Regions from separate parts of the Mus musculus genome. Here region 1 is linked to region 2. The links are chromatin contacts, called in public promoter capture Hi-C maps. All regions are on one chromosome and are shown on one strand. Each heading gives the region's core, a stretch centred on a gene start, on an enhancer-like site or on the middle of the called end of the contact. The rest is flanking DNA. Distances are from core to core; before and after follow the strand shown.

What was found. Promoter capture Hi-C pulls out the DNA fragments that hold promoters and counts their contacts.
Region 1: a contact with region 2 is called in a promoter capture Hi-C map of maxillary cranial neural crest. The contact joins the promoter of Zfp583 here to the promoter of Zfp329 in region 2. A contact is called at or near these places in 2 of 39 promoter capture datasets (cranial neural crest and maxillary cranial neural crest).

The regions. Positions count from the first base shown.
Region 1 is chr7:6,329,118-6,332,682 of GRCm38.p6, reverse strand. Zfp583 (zinc finger protein 583) reads left to right here and starts at 2,249. Exons shown (of 5, transcript NM_001033249.3): 1 at 2,249-2,613; 2 at 3,367-3,428. The coding sequence starts at 3,420.
Region 2 is chr7:12,817,066-12,820,874 of GRCm38.p6, reverse strand. Zfp329 (zinc finger protein 329) reads left to right here and starts at 2,015. Exons shown (of 2, transcript NM_026046.3): 1 at 2,015-2,058.

The sequences.
Region 1 (3,565 bases), core at 1,000-3,499, 6.5 Mb after region 2:
ACAAGCATAGAGCAGAAGTGGAGGGAATGGTCGGGCAGTGGTGGCACACGCCTTTAATCCCAGCACTTGGGAGGCAGAGGAAGGAGGATTTCTGAGTTTGAGGCCAGCCTGGTCTACAGAATGAGATTCGGGACAGCCAGGGCTACACAGAGAAATCCTGTCTCAAAAAAAAAAAAAAAGTGTGTTTGTGGGGCGGGGAGGGAATGGTTGTACTCTGAGAGGCTCCACCCAGCAGCCAGCGGAAAAAGATGCAGAGACTTGCACCCAATCATAAGATGGAGCTCGGGGAGTCTTAAGGAAGAGTTGGGAGAAAGATCGAGGGACCTGAAAAAGACATGGACTCCAAAAGAAGAGCAACAGAGTCAACTAACCTGGACCCTTGGGGTCTGCCAGAGACTGAATCAACAAACAGAGAGCGAGCTTGGGTTGGACTTAGGCCCCTGCTCATATGTAGATGAGCGGCTTGGTCTTCATGCGGGTCCCCCAACAATTTGAGCAGGGGTTGTCCCTGAGCCTGCTGCCTGCCTGCCTGTGGATCCCTACCCCTACATCCCTGACAGCCTTATCTGGCCTCAGTGGGAGAAGATGTGCCTAGTCCAGCAGTGACTTGATGGGGGGGACGGGGAATTCATACCCAGAGAAGTGGTTTCTCCTCAAAAATGGGGAAGGTGGAATTGGGGGGCGGGCAACGGACTTGCGTGAAAGGAGTACTGAGAGGAGAGAAAGGGCTGATATTGGGTTGTAAAGAGAATAAATTTAATTAAAAAAAAAGAATATTATCCAAAATAGCCCCCCAACTTCTTTTTTTTTTCTAGCAGCCCCCCCCCCCCAATGGCTGACTTAACCTAGGGCTTCAAGCATTCTAGCTAGGCAGGAGCTCTATCATTGGGTTACAGCCCTAGCGCACTTCCTCCCCAGTCTATGTTGGTTCCATAAAGATGAAGATTTTGGTCAGGCGGGGTTCATTGTTGTGTCCATTTCAGAGTCTGACATACAGAAGGCGAGTAATGAATGATGCGTGAAAAGGTAAGGCAGAGAGAAGGTAAACAAACAAGGGAGAAAGAAACCCAGCAACGTGGGCCCTGAACCAGGAGATGACCAATTTTCATCCGCTGCTCTGGACAGGGCACCGGCCAGCTAGCACTGCGCATGCGTGCTCGAGCACAGCCCCCCCACCACCACCACCACCACCACAACTACCCCCACCCCCGACTCCTCGTCTAAGAGACCGAGGAGAGCAAGCAGCTCCTGCGCAGCCTGAGTGAGTTCTGGTTCTGACGACCGGAAGGGAAGAGACAGAATTCAGCGGAGATTCTAGGACCCCCGAAAGCCGCGCCCTAAAAGGCGTTCCCAGCATGCCTTACGCCGCTCCAGTCAAGCGCAGTACTCCACCTCCCAGAGGCCCTTGCGCGGAGTCGCTCCGCAGCCGCGCCTTTGTGAGCTCTACCGGCGCCGCGAGATCGAGCCCCGGCCCCGGCCAGATCTGCCTCGGCGCCGAGTGAGAGGTGACGAGGACTGAGGAGACGCTCGGTGAGGATCAAGGTACCGCGTGGGAGAAAGTGTAGTGGGTGCAGAGTGACCGTGCGAGACCACGCCACCGTATATGAGGGGCCTATTATGATTGTAAGGTTGCAACTATGTGAGACTGAGGCGGTGACAATGTATGTGACATTATAAGACAGCACCCCATAATGGGGGGAGCCTGTGACTGTGAGTATGGAGATACATGAAACAGAGAGAGAGGCTTGTGCCAGTGTGTGATAGCGCTAGGGGATGTGTGTGGGAACATGAGTGAGTGACTGTGGCTGAGCCTGTACACTGTGTGAGACTGAGGTGGTTATCATGTGTGTGACAGTATGAGACCACCCACTTGCATGAGGGGGGCCTGTGACTGAATACTCTGTGAGACTAAAAGACTGTGACAGTGTATGTGATTGTACCGGGGAGGGATCAGCTGAGTGACAGTGTTAGACTGGATCACTGTGTATTAAGGACTTCTGACTGTGAGACTAAATACTGTGTGAGACCGAGGCTGTGACATTGTGTGTGACAGATTGTGACAATATAAGGGATCATGTGGGAGAATGTGTCTGAAGACTCATATGACAGTGAGACCCCACACCGTGTGAGGGGGTCTGGTACTGCATACACTGTGTAAGACTGAAAGGCTGTGACAGTGTGGGTGACTGCACAGTGGAGGGTGTATTATATGTGAGCACTTTGGAGTGGGGATCTGAGTGGCAGTGTCAGACCACACCTTGTGTACGAGATGCCTGTGGCTGTGAGACTGAATACTGCTTGAAACTGAGGGGTTGTGACAGCGTGTTGACTGTATATGACAGCATGTGGGAGAATGTGTTTGGAAACCTATCTGACAGGGTTGAGACCAAGCCACTTTATTGTGAAGGCCTGAGGCTTGAGACTGTGCCAAGAGTACTGTCAGGGCCTGTGACAGTTTGTGAGACTGAATGCTGGCTATGACATAGAGTGAGAGGCTGGGACAATAGGTGTAGCACTATGAGACCATGTCACAGTGTTGAAGGGCCTATGATGGTGTATGAGACTGTGAGATCCCATAAGGATGTGTGTGAATACACAAGACTATGCCACCAGGTACAAGGGGGGTCTGTGACAATGTGGAATGTGGGGATAAAGACGCCATGAGGGGCTTTGAGGCTGCATTTGGGACTATGTGATATTATTACAGCAAGACTTTTGCTACCAGCTGGGATGGAGCCTGTGACAATGTATGGGCCCGAATAACAGTGTATAGGGCTATTTCATTGCATCTAAACAGTGTAACTGTTTGAGACAGACAGTGCTGGAAAATATGTGACAGTATGAGATATCATAGGGGGGGAAGGGCGGGGGGGGGCATTTGTAGGGTATCCTGATCCTGGTCCACTGTCTTCTAGATCACATGGTCCCTTTGCTACCCACTCTGTGCAAAGTAGCTTCACTTGATGGCCTACATCTCATCCTTATGGAAAGGGTGGAGATATACTTCCTTTTAACGTCATCTATACACTATAAATTCCAGTCTAGTTTCCAGTTTGGCACAGTTATTTTCTCAACTATTGCCTTGTGTATCTTCAATGATGTAAACCTTCATGTGTGAAAGGTGGAAGATTCTAATCTAATAATGCCAGTCTTAAATTGCTCAGACATAAGTGAAAGAGATAACTTAGACATAAAATATATGTTGAGTCCCAGAACTATACAGTACATAGGAAAAGCATTGTTAAATGTAGGGATACCTCAAATGCATGTCTGTGGAGGGAGGAGAAGGACAGAGGTGTGATGCTGGGGCTGCAGGATACACCTGGAACTTACAGTTTCCTGTTTCTGTCCACTTTACTTTCTTAGGACACCTCCCTGCTCCCAGAAACACAGCCATACATTCTTGAAGCTTTAACGCCATGTCCAAGGTAAGAAGCGTTTCTTTTTCCCTGGAATGCCACCTTATTTATCAGTCAGGCTAAACCACTTTGATTTCAGAAATTCAGCTGCCTGACAAAATCTCCTCTCTCCAGTGACTTGCTCTTGTTCTCCACTGCAACACAAG
Region 2 (3,809 bases), core at 766-3,265:
TTCTGGTTCCATATCCTTCACATTGTGAGTCATAGCTAAGGTCACCCTCATTGATTTTCGGGTACCTTCCTTATCTCTTCTTGGAGATGCTTCCTACCTCCCCACCACTGTCAGTTGCAGATTTCCATTCATTCTCATAGACAGATGTTCATTGCACCTGTTCCTCCCTACACCTGATTCTGAACCCCCTTCCCCTCCCTTCCCCTTCTCTTCTCCCTCCCCCTCCCTCCCTACATCTGCTTCTTATGACTATTTTATCCCCCCTTCTAAGTGAGATTCAAGCACCCTCACTTGTGCCTTCCTTCTTGTATAGGGAAGTCAGTACAATTTTAGAGAGAGGTATATGCCTCATCTGTATATGGATAGAAGACCGAGTCATGGGCTGTTGCATCTTTCTCATTTAAGAAGCTGTCTTCTCAGAAAACGCAGGCTATCTGACCTGTGAACTTCTGGTGCTTCTGTCCTCTTTCCCATCTAACTGTGGGTGTACTGAAGTCATACAAAGATGTGTGACACTGTCCTGGGCTCCCCACCCCCTTTTTAAAATATGGTTCTGGGAATGGAACTCCTTGTCAGGTTTGCATAAAGCACTTTTACCCGAGGAACCATCATGTGTCCCGATCAAGTTTTGTTTTTGAACACTGTTTCACTTTGGAGCTTTGGCTCATCTGAACCTCACTATGTTGACCAGACTGGCCTCCAACTCAGAGGTCCACCTGCCTCTGCCTCCTAAGTGTTGGGATTAAAGGGATGTGCCACCATGCCCAACAGTTCACTGTGTTTCAAACACAGCTTTATAACCACCAGCACAACCAATGAAGAAATCTTTTATCACCCTAAACAGTCCCTTTTAGCAGATTCTGTTTTCCCATTTACAACTCTAATCTGCTTTTGTTGGTATTATTGTTTTTTAAAGAGACTTATTTATTTCTATTTTATGTGTATGGATGCTTTTTTTCCTGTATGTTTGTCTGTAACCCACTTATGGGCAGTGTCTGCAGACTTAAGAAGAGGACAACAGATCCCCTGGAACTGGAGTTACAGACTTTTGTGAGCTGTCATGTGGATGCTAGTAATCAAACCTTGCTCCTCTGGAAGTGCAGCCAGTGCTCTTAACTGCTGAGCCATCTCTTCAGTACTGTTTTCTTAAAAACAAAAGTTCGAGGCCAGCTTGGTCTACAGAGTGAGTTCCAGGACAGCCAGGGTTACATAGAGAAACCCTGTCTCAAAAAACCAACAAAACACAAAACACAAAACAAAACAAAACAACAAAACAAAACACAAAACATTTTATTTTTTTGTGTTCAAAATGGAGAAATTTAGTTGTAACTTTTTTGTTGGTTAATCTTCATTGTCAAATTGTCTGGGTTCAGAAACATCTAGGATATTGGTGAAATACACCTTTGACACGGGCTTGGAGCACTTATTGTTCTTCCAGAAGATTGGAGATTAATTCACAGCAACTAAGAGACAGCTTACAACTGTCTGTTATTCCAGCCCTCGAGAATCTGACACCTTTTTCTGGTCTTGAGGGCACTGCAGCATGTGATGCAGACATACATGCAGGCAAAACACTCATAAGGGGAAAAAAAAAAAAACATAGCTTACTTCCACTAATGATTGTCAAGAAAAGAGGTGTATTTGGCTGAATTTTAGTATTTTTCACCTATAATCGTGTTTTTGTTAAATTATGCAGTAAATAAAAAATAAGGCTCTAGAACAAAATTATAACATCAGGAGAGTCCTGGAGATGCTGAGGTAGGGGACTCTCATACTCTGAGCCAACCCTCTCAAAAGACAGAATCGTGGTAGAAAATGAATATCCATGAGTCATCAGTAACTTAGTTATAATTCTATAAATAAAGGTGAGGAGACGTTTCTTCCTGATCGCAATGCCTTGCTCCTGCCTCTCCGCAGCTGCAGGTACTGGTGCAAGACTCTCAGATCAGAGTGCACAGCAGTCAGAAGCAACTGAACCTCTAGGACGCGTGCGCGTCGCAGGACCAGGATCTGCGCATGCGCAGTTGTTGCGACCATGGCCGCCGCCGGCATCCTGTAGTGAGTCCTTCCGCGCCTCGGTGCCTTTCTGTTCCTTAGCTTCCCCTCTGAGTGTCTTGCGGGAGGGAGTCGAGGGGTGCTGGAGGGGTGGCGTGCAGAGCGTTTGGGTTTCACGCGGGCCGTGGGAGTTTCGGGCTCACCCGGAGGGTGTGAGCGGGGACATCGCTGTCCCCGCGGGTGTGTACACCCCCGGGTCGGAGGGGTCCCTGACTGGCTGGTGTAGATGCTCTCCGCGCTGCTGTCGGGTGAGGCTGTCCCTCTTTCCTGCTCGTTACTTAGGGCGTCCTTGTCTCGAGCCCCGCTGTTCTCGGAGGTTTTGCCGAGATCCTTTGGGCACCCGGCCCTTCTTATTTGCCGGTTTCAGGCTGAGTTGGCTGCCAGACTCCAATGAGCGACGGGGCTGTTTTCCATGGAATCTTCTAGGTGGCTTTCCCTTAACTCTGTTGATACTTGCAAAATCAGTCAATCAATCAATCAATCAATCAGCCTATCCGTCCATCCATCATCTATTTAACTATCCCTCCTCCCCTCCCCAGGGAGGTTCATGTATCATCCCTCCTTTGCTTTGTTCCTTCTCTAGTTTGCTGTTTCTTCCTTGGTTTTCAATGGTTTTATTTCCCTGGAAAAACACACTTTTGTTCATCCTCCTCCAACAACTTTTCCTCCATTCTCCCCCTGCCTTCTCCTAGTCTTCTAATTTGAAAGATTTCACACCCACAGCTAAATTGCAGGCATAATTTAATAGATAATGACGAAACCATCCGGGTTATCACGTATTAACATTTTGCTACATTGGCTTTTCCTTTCTTTTAAACACATGCCCACTATAGTTTACACACATAATGAATGTAGCACAGGCAGGCATGATAGTGTGTGTGTGGGCTGGGTTACTAGAAGTAATACTTTGAATATTCTGACACTACACATTGAAATTCTTTAGTGATGATTCTCTTTAAAATGTGAACCTTGCTTTTTTTTTTTTTCCTTTTCCATGAGCAAAGGAGAATGGGTATCCTACCATCCTCCCAGTGGCCACATGAATGAAATTAATGTTAATCTTGTGAGGTTGGAGAGACTCGGTGGTTAAGAGCACTTGCTGCTCTTCAGAGGACTTGAGTTTGGTTTCCAGCACCCAAGCTTTGGGACTTATAGCACCTGTAGGTCCAGCTCCAAAGGATTTACCCAGGTATCCAACGCACTGTTCTGGCTTTAGAGAGTGTCAACACATAGGTGACATTCACTCATATGGACACACATATACCAATATGTAAAAAGAAATGTTTCAGAACAAAAGTCTCTGCCAACAACCTTAACTGCCTGTTTAATCCTCAAGAGGACATGGAATTCCATGCCCCCACCCTGATCTATGATAGAATGTTATTGGGACCAATCATTGTATAACTTATATATATATAAGTTTAAAAATTTTTTTTAAAACTGCATTGTGCCAAGGTTCATTCCAGGATCATGTGTGGCATTAAGTTTGTCTTTTCAATCACCTTCAACTATTAATGCTATTTCTCTTTGATAATTTTGTAATTTTAAAAAAAGATTTATTTATTTTATGTATGTGAGTACACTGTAGCTGTACAGATGGTTGTGAGCCTTCATGTGGTTGTTGGGAATTGAATTTTTAAGACCTTTGTCCTGCTCACTCTGGTCAACTCTGCTCGCTCCGGCCCAAAGATTTATTTATTATTATATGTAAGTACACTGTAGCTGGCTTCAGACACAGCAGAAGAGGGCGTCAG